2 separate regions of the Macaca mulatta genome follow, and region 1 is linked to region 2. A link is a contact called in public Hi-C data. All regions are on one chromosome and are shown on one strand. Each heading gives the region's core, a stretch centred on a gene start, on an enhancer-like site or on the middle of the called end of the contact. The rest is flanking DNA. Distances are from core to core; before and after follow the strand shown.

What was found. Hi-C and Micro-C count contacts between places; a contact is called where the count stands out from the background.
Region 1: a Hi-C map of fetal cortex germinal zone shows a contact between it and region 2, with 2.8 times the contacts expected there. The contact joins the promoter of GALNT4 here to the promoter of DUSP6 in region 2. A contact is called at or near these places in 3 of 14 Hi-C or Micro-C datasets (fetal cortex germinal zone, fetal cortical plate and liver).

Annotation. Positions count from the first base shown.
Region 1 is chr11:96,801,445-96,804,351 of T2T-MMU8v2.0, forward strand. GALNT4 (polypeptide N-acetylgalactosaminyltransferase 4) reads right to left here and starts at 1,619. Exons shown (of 1, transcript NM_001194761.2): 1 at 1-1,619. The coding sequence starts at 1,371. POC1B (POC1 centriolar protein B) reads right to left here and starts at 2,749. Exons shown (of 12, transcript NM_001261628.1): 1 at 2,722-2,749; 2 at 1,956-2,040. The coding sequence starts at 2,736. It overlaps LOC107000962 (a long non-coding RNA gene), which reads left to right and starts at 2,349. Exons shown (of 4, transcript XR_003720735.2): 1 at 2,349-2,636.
Region 2 is chr11:96,630,210-96,633,126 of T2T-MMU8v2.0, forward strand. DUSP6 (dual specificity phosphatase 6) reads right to left here and starts at 1,318. Exons shown (of 3, transcript NM_001257792.1): 1 at 466-1,318. The coding sequence starts at 865.

The sequences.
Region 1 (2,907 bases), core at 369-2,868, 170 kb after region 2:
ACATTCAGAAGAGATCCCTCTACTGCGAATAGCCCCATGCCAGCCTGGCCTATCCTCTGGAACATGTAAATTAGGAAACACGTTTTTCAAATACCAGTCAAAGCTCTTGCATCTCAGCCGCTCTCGTATTAATTTTCTTTCAGAAATATCACCATAAGCTTCTTTTCTTGCTGGAGGGTTTCTATTGTAGAAGTGCTCTTTGTACTCATCCATCCAAACTTCTGCTACCCGAGCAGTATTCTGTAGGAAATTGGGGCGAGCATACGGTGCCCGCTTGGGGAACACATGGCCCACGTGGGAACACGGGTGGATCTCCAATTTGCCACCACACTGCCACACCCTAAAAGACAGTTCAAGGTTTTCACCTCCCCACACTTCCATTCCTGTGTCATATGTTCCCAGGTACTGAAAATATTTCTTGCTGACAGCAAACAGTCCTCCAGCCATGGTGGGTGATCTGATGGGGTCAATTCTTGATATCCGCCTGTCCCTTTCGTGTTTGGGGACAGAATGCCACTGAAATGTTAAACGCCAGTCAAACCCACCAATCATGGGCTCCCCTGTCTGCATATAGAATTCAAAAGTATTCCAATCAATTGTGTCTATAACAGGACACACAATTGCTGTTTCATCTCTCCCAATCCTTTCCAAAAGCGGTTCCAGCCAACCGGAATTACACTCACAGTGACAATCCAGGAAAGTGAGGACGTCCCCAGTGGCGAAAGTGGCCCCAATCAGACGGGCCCTAACCAGCCCCTCTCGCTTATTGGTCCTAATCAAGCGTACTCTATCAAGATTGCTGATGTAACTTTCAAGTTGCGTCTTCAAATAAACTCTGTCACTCAAGTCATCCACCAAGATGATCTCTTTCAAAAGGACCGCAGGAGAAGTTTCTAAAACACTGTGAATAGTACGGAGCAAAGTCGACCAGGCTTCATTATAGAAAGCAATGATAACAGAGGTGGTAGGAAGTGTCCTATAGTTGAACTTCTGGGACTTACACTCATACATTCTTTTATCCTCTATGTGTCGATGCAGGGAAATTCTGTCACTGAGGTAAATATTGATGGCATATCTCTCAATGAGTTCTTCTTGCTGCTTCAGTTCACCCTCGTTGAGTTGGAGTTTGCTGGCTTTCCCCCACTCCCCAGGTGCATGGGAATCTGCAGGGGGCTTCTTATAAAGCGGTCGAGACAAATCCTCTGTATTTTTCTGGAGGTCTGAGAGCCTTCTTGACCCCAGCTCCCTGGCACGGCCGGCTCCTGCGGAGGCATGAAAAGTGGAGACCAAGAGCTCCACGAAGATATAGGCCACTGTTAAAAACGCCAGCAGCAGGCAGCTCTTGCCTGCCCAAGTCCACCTCACCGCCATCCGGATTCTCAGGGCTGGGGCGCAGACGCAGCCACCCAGCCACCATGCAGGGGAAGGGCGGCGGAACCCACAGCTCGAGCTCAGGTACTTCCCGGCAGGTTCTTCCTTTCATGCAGGCGCTGGGCTTCTTTCCAGCCACCCGGGCTTTCCAGGGGTCACCTGAGCCCTCTCGGTCCTCGGCCTCCGGCACGGCCCAACTCCTCTCTCCCCACTTCCTCCTGCTCGGCTCACAACTTTTCACGAACTCTCCAGCCAACACCCCACCCTCCCCGGGCCCAGGACAAACCCCTCCCCTGCCCACTCACTCCTCCTGGTGGTTAGTTTGCGAAAGTCGTCCGCCAGGCCTGGACTGCTGGATACGTACGAGACTCTTGGCCGGGCCGGGGGCCGGGATGGCCGGGGGCCGGGATGGCCGAGGGGGCCCCAGCTGCGCCCCGCCGCGCTGGGCCCTCGTCTCCGGGTGCTCTCAACCCCCATACAGGCCCCTAGCCGTTCTTCTAGGGACCCTGCCCGGACAGGAGGAAAGGTTTCCGGCCCGTGGAACTTTTGTCTCATTACAAAAGCAAAACAAGAATAAGACTTACCGAGTTGCTTGCCGTTGGGGCTGAAGTCCAAGGAGGTGATCGCAGCTTTGTGGCCTTTGAAATAACGCTCCAGAACGGGGTCCTCCTGGAAAGGAAAGTCGTCAAGTTTTGAAAGCCGCCGCAGACCTCGAATTCTGGGGGCCGGGATCGACGCTGCCACTCCCCCGGAGTCCGGCCTGGGAATGGCCACCCAGGCGGCGGCTTGGCTGGGCGGCGGAGCCGGGCAGCAGCCCACCCACGGGCGCGGCGCCCAGTCCGGCTACAGGGAGACGCCGGCGCCAGCTCTCCCCGCAGGGCCGGTAAAACGCTCTGTTCGCGCTCCCCAGAGTCCAGCGCATCTTAGGAGCCGCGGCCCCTTTGACATGCACGTTCCCGGGCCCCGCCCGCTGGCACAGGGCAGGCAGGTGCTAGGATGCGCCTCGGCTTTGGTACTTTTTTTTTTTTTAAAAAATACTTCCCAGGTGATTCTGACGTAGGCGCTCCACGGAAACCCTCCAAGAATTCTGGGGGCCGTGGGACCGCCCGGCTCAGTCCGGAGCTCCGGAACTCGGGGAAGAGCGCCCGTGAGCTGGGTCTGGTTTCTGCACTCCGTCCGCCCCGGTGGCAGAGAGTGAGATACGGACGCCCCGGGACGAGGGGCTCAGGACCCGGCTGCGGACACCTGCCTCCATCTCCCGTCAGGTGCGGGTTCGGCCCGGACCTGGCTCCGCAGCCGGCGGGACAGGCTCCGGGGAGGGATCCCCCCGCACTTCCAACCCGTTCTTACCGTGGCTGAGGCCATCGGGGGGGAGTGGTCCGCCCCAGGCTCCTGCGGGTGGGGGAACCCGGGGAGGGGAGGGGAGGGGATGGGGCAGGAGAGGGGACCGTGCGGCTCCCGGAACCGTCTGCCCAGAGCGGCAGCGCCTCCCGGTCACTACAACAACGGCGGCCCAGTCAAACCCCGCGCTCCAAG
Region 2 (2,917 bases), core at 68-2,567:
TGTGCACCCTCGGGAATGGAACGAACGGGCCCGCCTCGCCAGAGAACCCTTATTCGTTTGAATCCGGAAATACACAAAATGGCAACTTTTTGGAATATTTTGAAAGCTAGGATGTGCCAATTTGCATCCCCAACAATCTCTCCCGTCCGCCAAATCTTAATTCAAAATCGAACGATAGAAAATAGGGTGATGGAGGAGAATGTTCTGGGTAAGAAGGCGCAGAACCCGTTAGAAAGAAACCGCCGGTACCCGCAGCCGGAAGCGGGTGGATTCTGAGCCGGCCCGGTTCTCTGGTGCGGAACGCGCGGTTCGCGGCCGATACCTTGCCGGCTGCCGGCCCCTAGGCTAGCAGCGCGGCTCCGAAGCGCCAGCTGAGCGCAGCAGAGGCATTTTCAGTCCACGCGCCCCGCCCGCAGCCCTGCGCCCCTCGCCCTGCCCCGCGCGCGGAGTTCCCCCGGCGCGTACCTTCCAGGTAGAACGCCCGGCAACCCTCGTCCTTGAGCTTCTTGAGCAGCAGCCCTAGCACTGACTCGCCGCCCGTATTCTCGTTCCAGTCGCTGCTGCTCTCGTCGTAGAGCACCACTGTGTCGGTGCCGCAGCGCCGGGTGAAGCGGTCCCGGTCCTCGCCGCGCGTGAAGAGTGCGCGCACCGGCAGGTTGCCCTTCTGCAGGCGCCGCAGCATGATGCCCGGGATGGCCACGTTGATGGCCGACTCGATGTGCGACGACTCGTACAGCTCCTGCGGCCGGCAGTCCATCAGCAGCAGCCGCTCGTTGCCCAGCTCCAGCTGCTCGTTGAGCCACGCCACCGTCTTGCTGATCGCCATTTCCGACGCGAAGGGCACGGGTCTGAGCGTATCTATCATGGGGGTCGAGCTGCGGGAGAGGGCGGGGTGCCTACCAGACGCCCCTCGGGGCAGGCATAGGCCGAGCGCGCTGCGCGTGAAGCTGCCGCTCTCGGAGCGGGGTTTAATTCCGCCTCGCCTAACCCAAGCCGAGGCTAGCGGTTGGGGAAGACGAGACAGAAGTAAAGCCGGAGGTTCTTTCTGCACCCAGCTGCAGCCGCTGGCTGTTAGTGTCAATGAATCTCTCAATGAAGCTGCCCAGACAGTTTTTTGTTCCTCCCCAGTGAATGAAATCCAATTAATTCGGACTCAGTTCTACTGAGAGGGGAGGAAAAAAAGTCTAGCGGTTCCTAATCCCTCCCGCCAAGTCTGCACCTCAAATCTACCCGGGCGTCTTTCTCCCCGGATTATTTAAGACTCGATTTGCTCACTATCCCTTGGACTCAGCCTCGCACACCCCCTGCGCGAGGCAGCTCCTCAATGGATACAAACAGCGAGCGTCTCAATGGATACATTCTCCGGGCCAGCCAATGAGCGTGCTGCGGAAGGGGCTGTTGCCGTGGGGACGGGCCGGCTGGAACAGGTTGTGTTGATGAATTGTTAATGAGTTTGTCATTCACAAAAACGGAAAGGAATTTCCGCTCCGGATAAGCCCCAGTGCAAACAAGCTGCAACAGCGGGCTCGGCGGGAGGAAGGAGAAAGAAGGGGAGGCGGCAGCGGAGGAGGAGCAGGGCACATAAACCAGGGCACTTCAGTTGTCTCATGTTTCCTTCTGTTGAGAGTTCACACTTCGCGTCGGAACTTTTGCGCACCAATGGCGCAATTAGCATGCACAAAAGCCCTTGTTCGCGACGCTAGGCTAGCGTTCGCGAGCTAGCTTTAGGAAAACTTGTGCTGACTTTTTGTTCTTTGTATTCTCTTCAAACTCATTTGGACCCAAGTTCGCCTTAACCCTCCCCTCCCCCAACCCCCCTTCTTTAGGCGGTGTGTGGCATTTGTTTGCCAGTTTTAAAGGCCTAGCTCTGTTTGCTCTGATGTTCTTTTAGCCGAGGCTGTGTTGGGGCTGGTGAACTGACTGGGCTTTAGTGACCGATGAGGTGTTAAATGCTAATCCAACATATTTCGAAACAAACCAGGATTTTGTTGAAACATTTTAAAGCAAACAAACAAACGTCTGGTTGTCCAGAAAATCAGAAGGAAACCTTTTTTCTTAAAGTAACATTTTATTTTCTTTAAAACAATGTAGAGTGCCGAAACAAACTCTTAGGTCAGTCCAGTGCTTTTACTGTATTCCGCTCCAGCGGCGTGGGGAGTTACAAGCCATTGTTCCGGGGATCTAAATCTCTCCCCCCACCCCATCACCACCGTCGCCTGCTGGGGGGTCGCGCTCGTTAATGATTTCTGGGCAAGGAGCTCGGCTTCTGACGGAGGAGCCGGTCTGGCGGGGCTGCCTGGGCGAGGTGTGCTGGGACGCGCCGGGACAGGCCGGCAGTCCCCGCCATGGGCGAGGAGTGGGGAAGGCCTGCAGGCTGCGGGGCCTCAGCAGGGGGGCTTGACGATTGGTTAGTTGGCAGGGAGGCATGTCAGAGGGGGCCTCCCCAGCCCTCTCCTGCCGCCGCCTCCTCCCTTTGTCCAGCGCCGGGCACTCCGGGGAGCACTAGTCGCGCCTGCGCGCTGCGCTCCCTGCCACCGCCCCGCTGTCCCCGTCTCCCCGCTTGGCGGGCAGGGGGTTGTGCGCGATGCAGTGGACGGGTACTGGGCTGAGCGCGGGACTCCCGGTTCCATAAAGATGTGGGGCGGGTGGGGGGAGCAAGGACGAGTGCCTGCCTGGACCCCCCTGGCTCCTGGCTCCCAAGGAGTCGAGGGGAACGTCTCTACCGCCCTGCAGAGCCAGCAGGTAACTTTGGGGAGGTGCCGGCCAGGCCAGTGAGCAGCCCTCGGCCCAGGCGCCGCGGGGCGGACGGACTGGAAACCGGATGGAGGCGTGGCCGGGTGGGGGCCGCGGCGGCGGGGAGGCGCGTTCCCGGCTCGCAGAGCTCTATTGTTATATAAAAGTGCCGAGGCCTGCCCCT